Regions from separate parts of the Mus musculus genome. Here regions 2, 3 and 4 are each linked to region 1. A link is a contact called in public capture Hi-C and promoter capture Hi-C data. All regions are on one chromosome and are shown on one strand. Each heading gives the region's core, a stretch centred on a gene start, on an enhancer-like site or on the middle of the called end of the contact. The rest is flanking DNA. Distances are from core to core; before and after follow the strand shown. Region 1 holds the start of Cyp20a1 (cytochrome P450, family 20, subfamily a, polypeptide 1). Region 2 holds the start of 4930487H11Rik (RIKEN cDNA 4930487H11 gene). Region 3 overlaps Ino80d (INO80 complex subunit D). Region 4 holds the start of Kctd18 (potassium channel tetramerisation domain containing 18).

The links. Promoter capture Hi-C pulls out the DNA fragments that hold promoters and counts their contacts. Capture Hi-C pulls out chosen DNA fragments and counts their contacts.
Region 2: a contact with region 1 is called in a capture Hi-C map of embryonic stem cells, with 10 times the contacts expected there. The contact joins the promoter of 4930487H11Rik here to the promoter of Cyp20a1 in region 1. A contact is called at or near these places in 1 of 39 promoter capture datasets (hippocampal neurons), 1 of 115 datasets of contacts at active chromatin or transcription factors (astrocytes) and 1 of 9 other capture datasets (embryonic stem cells).
Region 3: a contact with region 1 is called in a promoter capture Hi-C map of hippocampal neurons, with 9 times the contacts expected there. The contact joins the enhancer-like site here to the promoter of Cyp20a1 in region 1. A contact is called at or near these places in 5 of 39 promoter capture datasets (the 3T3-L1 cell line, cranial neural crest, hippocampal neurons and 1 more) and 2 of 115 datasets of contacts at active chromatin or transcription factors (astrocytes and embryonic stem cells).
Region 4: a promoter capture Hi-C map of pre-B cells shows a contact between it and region 1, with 8 times the contacts expected there. The contact joins the promoter of Kctd18 here to the promoter of Cyp20a1 in region 1. A contact is called at or near these places in 2 of 39 promoter capture datasets (liver and pre-B cells).

The regions. Positions count from the first base shown.
Region 1 is chr1:60,341,961-60,344,660 of GRCm38.p6, reverse strand. Cyp20a1 (cytochrome P450, family 20, subfamily a, polypeptide 1) reads right to left here and starts at 1,361. Exons shown (of 13, transcript NM_030013.3): 1 at 1,204-1,361. The coding sequence starts at 1,275.
Region 2 is chr1:62,793,462-62,796,377 of GRCm38.p6, reverse strand. 4930487H11Rik (RIKEN cDNA 4930487H11 gene) reads left to right here and starts at 1,646. Exons shown (of 3, transcript NR_040601.1): 1 at 1,646-1,825; 2 at 1,907-1,982. The region is part of intron 15 of Nrp2 (neuropilin 2); the gene reads right to left.
Region 3 is chr1:63,054,670-63,057,406 of GRCm38.p6, reverse strand. Ino80d (INO80 complex subunit D) reads left to right here. Exons shown (of 12, transcript NM_001114609.1): 12 at 1-2,737. Among named protein-coding and RNA genes, the nearest start is that of Ino80d, 58 kb to the left of the region's middle. Within about 2 kb of position 1,481, at least 6 of the 459 cell types and tissues checked have an H3K27ac peak or open chromatin away from gene starts, as enhancers often do. A contact at or near this core is called in hippocampal neurons, where this site is marked.
Region 4 is chr1:57,968,811-57,971,510 of GRCm38.p6, reverse strand. Kctd18 (potassium channel tetramerisation domain containing 18) reads left to right here and starts at 1,427. Exons shown (of 7, transcript NM_001159864.1): 1 at 1,427-1,490.

The sequences.
Region 1 (2,700 bases), core at 112-2,611:
AGAGTGTCTGGGAATTAGACACGGCCAGCCTGCAAATTAAAGTTCTCCTTTAAAGCTGAAAATCCCTTGATTCCAAGATTTGCATTTTTTAAAAGGAATGAATTGAAGACATTTTTTTGCCACATATATTTTTAATTTTTTTTCTAGTATACAAATTTTAAAATTTAAGACAAGGGCTCATGTGATCCAGACTGGCCTAGAACTCAGGTCCATTTTGGAAGAAACCCTTGAACTCTCCTGCCTCCACCATCCAAGTGCTATGATTACAGGCCCAACACAGCATTCCCAGTTTTCCTTTAAACTAAAATAGCCACTTATCCATTGAAATCCTCCAGTAGAACGCAGACTTAAAAGTCCTTTGAATAGCTTTTCAGCCATTTACACCCATCTGTCTTCCCGGTCTGGTTTTACATTCGCTCCAGTTGGCTAGGACACAGTCCTCTTATTCTTGAAAGGCCTGAGCTCTCAACTTCTTCATATCAGTGTTTTGTTTCTCAGGAGTTCAGGTATGTGGTTTCTATATTAGTCTAATCAACCACTAACTCAGAACAGGACACTTCTAAGGGGCATCTCCATCACCATTCATCTACCCGGGGCTGTTCACTACCTTTCCACTTTTCCATAAATCCACCACACTTTGTACATACATATTCTTTTAAAGACAGGGTTTGATGTAGTCCAGGGTGAGCTTTGAGCTCCCACCCCATCCTCCTCACCCCGGGCTGGGATTACAGATGTATGCAACGCCCAGCTTTATACAATACACTTTAAGGAAGTTCCTTAACAGTAACTCCGGAGTTTTGAGAGGTTCCCCTCTGAAAAGGACAGGTGGACAAAGTTTGGGTTGGGGAGCTCAGCTCGCCCATTCCAACAACGGTGCCGGGGCATATGCAGGGGGATGCTAGGAAAAGATGGAAGGAGTTTCTCCCCTGATGTAGAAGCAAATGGGATTGGGGCTCGAAGAAGTCAATGTCTCCAAAGTCACCCAAGGTAATGAATTGATCGCCACCTCCCAAAACCCGTCCGGGACAGGGAGAATGAGGGACCCGCCCAGGACCACAGCTCAGCGACCACAGCACTCATGCGCACGGGGAACGCACGCCGGGGCGGAGCCACGTGGCTCTTCCGCAAGCGCTCCCGGCCGACCGCCCGCCCAGGTCCTCGCGGCGCAGGCGCACCCCCGAAACCCGAGTTGGGAGTTACCGGGTAGAGGTACAGCACCGCTCCCACCAGCGCCAGCAGGAACGTCACGGCGAAGATGGCGAAGTCCAGCATGCTTCCTCTCGCCCGCCCGCGCGGTCCTCGGCCGTGAGCTCCGTGGTGGCGCCCGCAGCTGGGGAGGGAGGTGGCCTCAGGCGGTCGGCGAATAGGAGCCGCGGTCGCCCCGCCACGCCCGTGCTGGGCGTCACCCTTGGTCTGCTGGCGACTCACAGGCCACAAGGAAACCTCCAGGCCCGGGTCCCACCCTGGCCTGGCTAGAATCAAGCTGCGTGCGACACCAGTCCGCTTGCACAAAGTAGACTTAAGTACATTTAAGTAGGACTCACAACCGAAGCCAGTCTCACCTGGACACCTGCATGCATGGCTGAAGAGCTAGGCACCGTTAGATGCTCCTTATTGCTCAAAAGCGCTCCAGTGAACGTGGCTGGTTTCTGTGTTTTGACAGGATCTGACTATGTATCCCTGTCTAGATTGGAACTATGTAGACCAGGCTGGCCTCTGACTAATAGATGCCTTCCTGGTGCTGGAATTAAAGGCGTTAGCCACGGTAGCAGACATTGGGTAGGATTTCTGGCCACGGTGGCAGACAGTGGGTAGGATTTCTGTTACTGATAATTTGCAATAAATTCCTTGAATTTAGCAAGCTCCATTTTCTTCTATGGAAAACTGAAAACCAGAGGCTGGGGAGGTAGATTGCTTTTCTAGTACAAAGTTCTGGCTTCAGTCCCCAGCACCACATAAACCTGGCTGGTTGGCACACATTTGTAATCCCAGCGTCAGAAGGTGGAGGCAAGAAAATCAAGTGTTTAGTCATTTCCAACTACATAACCAATTCCTAGGTTACCTGAGCTCCTGCCTCATTAAATCAAAATCAATTCATTCAAAATAATACCATATAGAGTAGCCAGTGGAGGGTACTATTGGGCGTTCTAGGAAGCACTGAGCACTGGCAAAGCAATGTTGTGTGCTTATGTTTTTCAAACATTGCTTGGTCAGAGCATTACTGTAATTTGAGATCCTTCTGTTCTATCCAACTCAGAAATTTTAACATGGGTTAGTATAAGGTAAAGCCTGATACTTATTGGCACTACATTTAGTGAAAGCATCCTAAAACAATTTATAGATTTTATAGCTTGAATATCAAATTTTCTTGATACCGTTTGGCATGTCATTTGGAATTGCAGTTAGAGCTCCTGTAATGACTACTGCTTAAGAAGGAATCATACCTCACTGAAAACATGCCATATCTTTTTGAAGCTGTAACAATACTTCCACTCAAGATTTCGTCGATTGGAAATCACATTTTTTCCTGTCTTGGGACAAAGCTGTCTACATTGCTCAAGTTGGCCTCAAACGTTTGATTTTGTCTTAGTTTACAAGTCGCTAAAATTTTAGGCATGGGCCACCTCACACAGCAAGAGCTGTGCTTTTAACTCTGAATGTATTTCAAACTGCCCTGAGTGTTTCAAGGGTTTGTTT
Region 2 (2,916 bases), core at 397-2,896, 2.5 Mb before region 1:
CCAACAGAGCCTTGGGTTGTGAAGTGCTTAGGGGCGGGTCTCTTCTGGGATTCCAGATGCAGCATTAGAGTTGGTTTAAAATCATTAGAAAAAAGCGGGGCGGGGAGGGGAGAAAGGAATAAAAGAGAGAAGATTAAAAAGGAAAGAAGAAAAGGAAAAAAAATAATGATTAAAAACAAACAATATCAGAGCAAAGAGAAACCGGAACCAAGAACCACAGAGAATGGTGTGGGGTACATGAGAGCGCTCAGGGTTGGGGACCCTGGAGAGAGATGTCTGAGGGTTCACACAGAGACTAGGCGAGGAGAAAAAAAGTGCAAAATCGAGGCAACGTGTTTGCAGTCTTTCTTGGGTTTTTTTTGGGGGGGCGCTGTTCCTGCTTCGGCCCTCAGCAGTGCGAGCCCCGCTCTTGCTCTAGCTTAATGGTTAGGGTGGGCTCGACCGCCAGAGGGGCCCCGTTGGTGTAGTGGGAGGTTTTGTAGGTGATGGAGTGATCGGTCTTCTTGGCCGCATAGCGGAACCGGTGGTAGTGGAGCACCAGGGCCAGGACGACGGAGGCCAGCACCAGCACGGCGCCCCCGGCCGCCATAACGTAATACCAGTAGGCTGGGATGGGCTGCACGGGCACCGTGTCCACTGTGGGCTCGGTCCCTGGCGGGAGGGTGCCCCCTGGGGGAGAGACACAGAGAGTGTTGCTAGGCTGAGAGCATGCGGACTCATAAAAAAAAATCAATTAAAAAAATAAAGAAAAAAAATAAAGAAAAGAAAGAGAGAAACACACATGCTTTGGGTCATACAGCAGGGATCCAGGGACTCAGGCGGTACTCGGCCTTCATATATACCAAGCCGTTTATTATCTGCAATCTCTTCGCTGGTCCCTTTATGCATCAGGTACTTTAACCCACTGTACAGATGAGGAAACAGGCTCACAGAGGTTCAATCGACAATTGCTGCTCACCTGGTAGTAAATATGTCTCAACCAAGAGTCCTACCCTTACATAGCTTTCTTTATTATTTAATCAGAATTACTTTACCATGTGTCAAAGCATTATAATTTTTTCTCTCATCTCTCTCTTCCTTTCTCTCTCTCTCTCTCTCTCTCTCTCTCTCACACACACACACACACACACACACATACACACACACACACACACACACTTCCACGCACACACACCACATACACACAATGATACTGCAGTATCTGCTGGAATTCAGATTGGTGAATTCTTCAAGTGGGTGGAAAAGCCATATTTGGTGTGGCTGGCCAGAATTCTCAACAATGTATTAATTAGGCTGGCTAGACTTGAAGGTAAATTCCACTTTGGTTTGCCAAGGTTTCTGTGCCCATTGAAATCAGCTTGGTCTTGTCTAAACAGGTCAATTACTACTGTCAAGCAATGACTAACCCGTCTTCATTTTTTTTTTAAACTGGATGGAGGATTTTAAAAGCAGATTGGATAAGGAGTTGCAGGGGGAAAAAAAGATATGAGCACAAAGCAATAAAGGAGTGTGAGAGCGAGGGACACCGAGCGAGGGAGCCTCATTCTTAACCGTGGAAAAGAGCGGGGAGAAGCTGGGGGTGGGGAGATTTAGGAGGCAACCGAGTTTACTGGCCAGCCTCTGGTTGCCATGGAGACGCTGTAGTAGAGTTTCGCTCAGGGTAACTCAGGGGAAAGACTGAATTGACTCCCACTCCATGCAAAACAGTGCTACAACTTGATTCTCCCAAGGATTTACATCAGATGAGAATCTGGCCCAGAAAGGGACTAAGGCGGTTTTGAGCTTGCCAAAGGCAGACATGATCTTTACTTCTGAAAAAGCCGATGTATGCTTAACCTATGAGAAATGCTTCTCGAGCTGCGGGCACCATGGGCGGATGGCTAAAACGTGCTTCCCTTACTTACAGGGTGTGCCGGAAGAGGGACAGATGAGCTGCCTATTCACAGCATCTGTTTGTGGACCCACCTTTGCTCACCACGCAGGCAGGGCCCCCGGCTACCTTTCTTCTCTCCACCCCCACACCCCCACCAGACTTAGAGCTCCTGAAGCAGAGGAAGCCAAGACTCAGCCTCCACCGAGGAGGACATGCAGTGAAGGTGCCCTGTAAATGCCTTATGAAGCAACTGCTGACCCGAGGCCCACACCCCCAGTTCTCAATTTCTCCCGACCCCACAGCCTGGTCCCCAGATAGCTGAGTAGTATGTCAGATCTCATGTCTCCTCAGAAGTGAGAGAAAAATGAGAGAATGTTTCTTAGAAAATCTGATGAAGCCTGCCCATCTTGCTAGTTCTGAATTACTGCTTCCGTCAATTTGGGGATCCCCTTCCGTCAGGGTGCAGTTTCACCTTGTAGACCACCAAAAGTCCTCCAGTGTTGGAAGAGCTTTGACCAAGACGAGTTGCTTAGCATACGACTTGATAACCACATCTGTATCTTTAGGATGAAAAAGACCCCATTATCCTAGGACTCCTAAAAGCTGTTTCTACTACTACCTTATCCTTTTCCAAAGACCCCATTATCCTAGGACTCCTAAAAGCTGTTTCTACTACTACCTTATCCTTTTCCGTGTGACTATATGGTCTTTTCCTTTCCGCTAAAGTGTTTTCATCCTCTTTTGTTTGTTATCTTGAGAAAGGTTTTCACTTTTTAGCAGAGGCCAGCCTGTAATTCACCATGTAGCTAGCCTTAAACAATCCCCCTGCCTCAGCCTCCCAAGTGGTGGGACTACAAGCATGAGCCACCACACCCAGCTCTAATTTCCATCTTTTAATTTTTTCATTTATCTTCTCCTCCCCCCCTCTCCTCTCTCTCTCTCTCTCTCTCTCTCTCTCTCTCTCTCTCTCTCTCCTCTCCTCTCTCTCTCTCTCTCTCTCTCTCTCTCTCTCTCTCTCTCTCTCTCTCTTTCTGTCTCTCTCA
Region 3 (2,737 bases), core at 232-2,731, 2.7 Mb before region 1:
ACCCTGTGTGTGTTGTGTGCAGTGCAGTAGCTCTCTCCTTGTGGCTTGTCTTTCCTCACTCCCAGAATAAGCATAAGGCTCGTCCCGCTCCTTCTGTCTCATACCTAGCAAGGTTTATCCTTCTTTCCTACTGAGTTGACTAAAGCATCTTGAACAGAGAGGGGTGGTCTCAGAGTGAAGCACCTTGCTCACTAAGATCAGCCTGTGAGGAAAGGAGCTCCAGGAGTCTGAGCTCATGTCAGAATAGGGAGTGCCATCACCCCCCCCCCCCCCCTTCTTCCTTGTGCATTTGTTTCAGAATTCCCCACTCATGGAACACATTTGTAGGTAGTAATGAAAGAAAATGGTTTGGTATGCAAAAGCACGCTAAACCAGATAGATTTGAAAGCTGACGCTAGGCCTGTTTGGTCCATCATTGGCTCCTAGTTTTTACATGTTTACAGTTGTGATTCTTTGGTGAGATTTGTGAACTGTGGAGGACACGTGTAGAATCCATGTACCAGTTGTGAAGTGATGTGTAATATCGGAAGGACACACATTTTAACAGTTCTTTCAAAGCAGAATTTGGAAATTAGACATAATTTGACTTACCTTAGGTACTTTTAAAATAATTTAAGTACTTAGGATAAAGTAAAATTGGAATTTTTTTTTTTTTTAAGTGTACCAAGGTTTGGGGTAAAACTCTTTTTGGGTAGTGCAGTAAGTTGGTGGCTGTGGACTGGTGTGAGGGGTTTCCTCTTGCCTGCCCACCTGCCTTCCCCTCCCAGAGCAGGGTGCAGCTTCGTGCTCTGCCTGGCTTTGCTGATGGGTCCCTGTCCTTTCATGTACCATTAGGTGTTCATACCTGAGCTCAACCTAATTTACATATGTATATTTTTAAAAGTAAGGCAACATATCTCCAAATGATGTGGTACAGTAATTCTTTTGTCAGGGACTGTCTGATCCTAACTCCTTCCTGCTAGGTAAAGGTTGGGATGTATTTTCCAACTTCTGCTGTGTGTGTTCTTCATGCCATGCTACGTCTAACCAGGCCCTTCTGTTGAAGGCTTTTCGTTCTCTGCCTTGTGAAGGAATGATGGTGATCAGCAGGCATTCTGTAGATACTACGTGCCTGAGCTTTTGGAGGGGAAGTGCCACATGAAATCATGATATGCCCTATTTTGTATTTACTGAGGTTGGGGAGGCAAAATATGTTTGTATTTACTTTTTTCCTTAAAAATCATGTTAATTAATTGCAACATTTATTTTTAATAGCTTTGCCTCTTTTGCATATTGAGAAATTTTTAAATTATAAATTATGTCACAAAGCAAAATTATGTTTGGTGTCACCATGCACTTCTTTTCTGGACTGTGAGAACAGCCTTTTGACTGCTGGACCTGTGAGCCCACGTCAGTAGGTTTCTTACTTTAGTACGCTGTGATGGGGTGAGAGTGAGTGGTTGCCTCACCTCAAAAGTGTCATTTTCTCTGCTAGGCTGTTCTCACCACCCACTAGAGTCATCATTAGATAACTGTATTCCCAGAAAATGCATTTTGTCTCCAGTGTGCATCAACTGAAGACTGTAGCAGAGCCGCACTCGGACTTCTCCTTATCAGCTCTTCTTTGCCAGGGAGAGGAGAGTCAGGAGTAGTCAATTTGGACTGTTATTGGCTATGTGTCCCTATATTAGCTGCTGAAAATTGTTTAGTTGTCAAAACTGAGTTTGCAGTAGGTTGCACCTTTTATTGTTTGCAATTTTCTGTTTTATGTGCATTTAAAAGCCCTTCTTTGCTTTCGAGTGAGGAGGCATGAACTGATCAGGAATGTTGCCAGCTACAGCTTCACGCCAAAAATATTGAGTAAGCTCCCTTTTGTTTAGATGCCCATGATGGCTTCTGAAGGAATACTGATAGCAGAGCGAATGAGTAGCAAAAGCACACTCCCTTCTGTTTTAGAGCAGACAGCCAAGCCTATCATTTGCTTTTTTTCTAGCTTTTTTTGTGAGCCCCCTGTTGGGAGATTATCTGTCTCTAAGCCCAGAGGTGTTTGTCCACTTTGTTACAACTCTAGTTGCTGAAACAATTCTAGTCTCTCAATAGTAGGTGGGTATTAATATGCAAAGAAAAATTCAGCATCTTTTATAATGCTTATATGAGATCATAGCACTTATGGTAAGGCAATACTGGAATCAAAAACAAACCCTACACAGATCCTGATGGGGTAGAAGCTAGTTTTAGTGTAGTGCTCAGTGCGCGAGAGACAGTAACAAAGAAGGCTCCCTCTGTCTCTGCAGGTTTCTGGGACCATTTATAAAGGCCAGTTCGTTGTGTTACTGTGATTTACCTTGGAAGTTGCTGCAGTTAGTGACTGCATATGTGCTCTGAGGATATGAATGTCAGCAACTGTAATCTCTGGTGCCTGAAGGGAAGATGGGCTCCTTTAATTGTTGATGTTATTTTAGTAATAATACTCAAGACACTTTTTTTTTTTCTTCTGTAAAAATGGCTTAGCAATTTTCACACCTGGGTAGGTTACACAGCTAGGGAACAATTCAGGACAATAAGTGGCAGTTACAAGTAGCCCAGCAAGTGATAGACTATGCAATGGACAAATCTTCTAGTTACCATCACATTGCTGAAAAGCAAAGGTGATTTTTCTCTAGTGAGCCTACTGTACGAGGTATTCCTGCTTAGAAATGACAGCAGTTCCCTGTTGGCAGGTAATGTGGTCTGATGCCCCTCTATGAAAAGAGTATGG
Region 4 (2,700 bases), core at 178-2,677, 2.4 Mb after region 1:
GCTCTTGGAGTGAAGTCCTACCAACCAGTGAGGGACTCTCCATTCAAGCTTCATTCATTTCAACTCAACGTTGCCCTGCCTCTACTCTGAGGTAGCCATTATCCTCTGTAACTATTTTGATTGGTGTCTGTTTTGACCCCCACCCCCGCCCCAAAGAGGAGGAAGAGGAGGCAGCCATGGGCTTTCTACAGTCCATGATCTAAGAATACATACTACATATTTTAATGTTACAAAAAAAAAAGAAATCTCATTTTGAAGAATATTTCCTGACTCATGCAATAAGAAAATTTACTTTCACTGCCCATATAAAGCTGAAATACAGCACTGCTCAATTCAGTTTCTTTCATTGTCTATGTCTACTTTCACACCACACTAGGAAAGCTGATCGATCAGCTATGCTTAAAATGCAGAATTTTTTTTTTCCCAGATAAGATAGGTGAGGCAAATGCCTACATGTGTCTACGTGGGCATTTGGAGAGAGGACTACTGTTAGGGAAATACTACTTTGAATTGGCTAGCGTCATCCCATGGGTTGGGACTCTATGCTCCCTGCTGTTAGGAACTGATACCTTTGAAACTCAGGGCCAAAATAAACCCTCACTCCTTTAAGTTGTGTGTGTCAGGTCTTTTGGTTACAGTGATTAAAAATACTAAAATGTAAACTATTGACACTGTCTTGGCCAGCGCTCCATTCTCAGAGCCTGGTCTCTATCCTGTGAGAAATCACGGCAGCTTGAACAAACCTTCCCTGTCTCCCAAGACTTTTTAGCTGAAGGGCAGGCTGCCATACTTCTGGCTGGCTTCTTTCCTAAGACCTGTAAAAGAGGACTTTAGAATCTAGTAAGGAGCGAAGTGCCCGGAAAACAGGACTGTTTCACTCATCTTGAAATACATAGCCCTATACAGTTGGAAGATTTAAGTGTTATGGGGGTTTTATTAAGAAGAAATTAAATAGTTCTACAAGCGACTTAATACAGTGCTGGGTGTGCAAGAATGTTGAATGGAGGGTTGTCCTCCCTCCTCGGTTTTCCTTCCTGTAACAAGAATAAAACTACCATCTTAATTCTGATGTATGAAATTTCCAAAGATTTAATAAATATTTTTAGAAACCAACCACCATCTTTTACAGGTATAAAGTGTGCCTTGTGGAAAAGCTTTGCACGCCACAAACTATGCAAATGGGTAGATCCAAGTTCTAATATGTTAATGGAGTAGCTTCCCCTGGGGCTGGAAAACATCCTGTTCCACCAGAGGGGCCTAGACTCCGGGAAAATTCAGGAACGTTCTTGGGGCGTGGCCACCGCCGTCCCGTGGGCGGGGCGGGTCCGGGGCGAGGCCTCCCTTTTGGCGCACTGCACGTTGGGACCGCACGGGGGCGCCGCGGGTTGCTCCGCTCTACCAATCGTGGAGCATCCGAGTAGGCGACGGCTTACTTCCGCGTCCGGGCCCGGCTGCGTTGGGCGGCTGCGCCCAGGGACTGGCGGCCGCAGGTCAGTAAGCAGTCGCCGCTCCGCCCGCCGGTGTGGAGGAACCGGGCTCCGGGTGGGTGGCGGGCCCCGAAGCCTTGCGGGGCATCCTGAGGGAGGCCCCGGCCGGCCTCTCTGATGAAACGGGCGCTTTGGGTACCAGGCTTCGTTGTAGACCGAATTGGGGTCCGCTGGCCCAGGAAGACTTTGGCGGGGCCTGGTGATTCCCCATCTTTCCCGGTTTTGTCCAGCCGTGGCGAAGGGGCGTGAGCCCCATGAGCTGTGTTTCTCAAAAGTGTAGTCGGCGCCCGTCCCCACCTCTCAGACTTTGTGAATCAGACCCTGATGTGGCCGGGAGTCTGCCTTTTCAGCAGACATCCTCGACGGTTTGGTGCATCGTGCGGGAACCCTGCCTTCTCACAACAGAGTCCTCAGTGGGTGCATCGAGGAGTGTCATCACGGGGCCTGGCCTTGGGCTGCGGTCCCCAAATGGCAGCTGATAGTCAGTGAAGGGCCTAAACCAGGTGGAAGTTGTGTTAAAGGGATGGTCTGTGGGAGCATCCGTGAGAACCTGAAGCTGGCCCTTCTGGTTCACCTGGCTGCCCTGGGTTGTGACAGGCTCCACTGCTTATTATCAGGCAAGTCTGTGTAGACACCACACACATCAGTGAATTTTTTGCCCCTAGTGTTCTGTGTTAGTAGGGACAGTAAAATTTGTATGATAAAGTTTTTCTATGAATTAGGTAATGTTTCTTCACAGTGTCAGATACACAATAAGCATTCAGTAAATGGAGATTACTAAGAATGGCAGTGCCTTTGCTTTTATTGGGCTTATGGACAAAATAAAAATTAAAAAAAAATAGAGATTTAAACACATGGTGTAAGATCTGTATGAGAGTTTGTTGTGCAGGGGTACCAATTCCGCGCAGAAAGATCTTGCAAGAGATGAATCTTTATGTACGAACATGAGAAAATTCTAGAGAGCAGGTGTCTGTGAACAGTGTGAACCAGTTGGTTGCTCTGCTTCATGATTGGTTAGAGTGCTACTTCCAGGACTTTAAGGCAGCAGGAGGTCACGCCAGTAAGTGTTTTTGGAGGCCTGGACCTTGTTGGGTTCCTAATGAATTTTGTCTATTGTCCTTTTCTCAGATTCATAATGGCATATGGTGAAGTTGGTGTCTGTGGGGAAGGATTTTAGTTGATCATTTAGTAACACTGAATTGGCATGGATTCA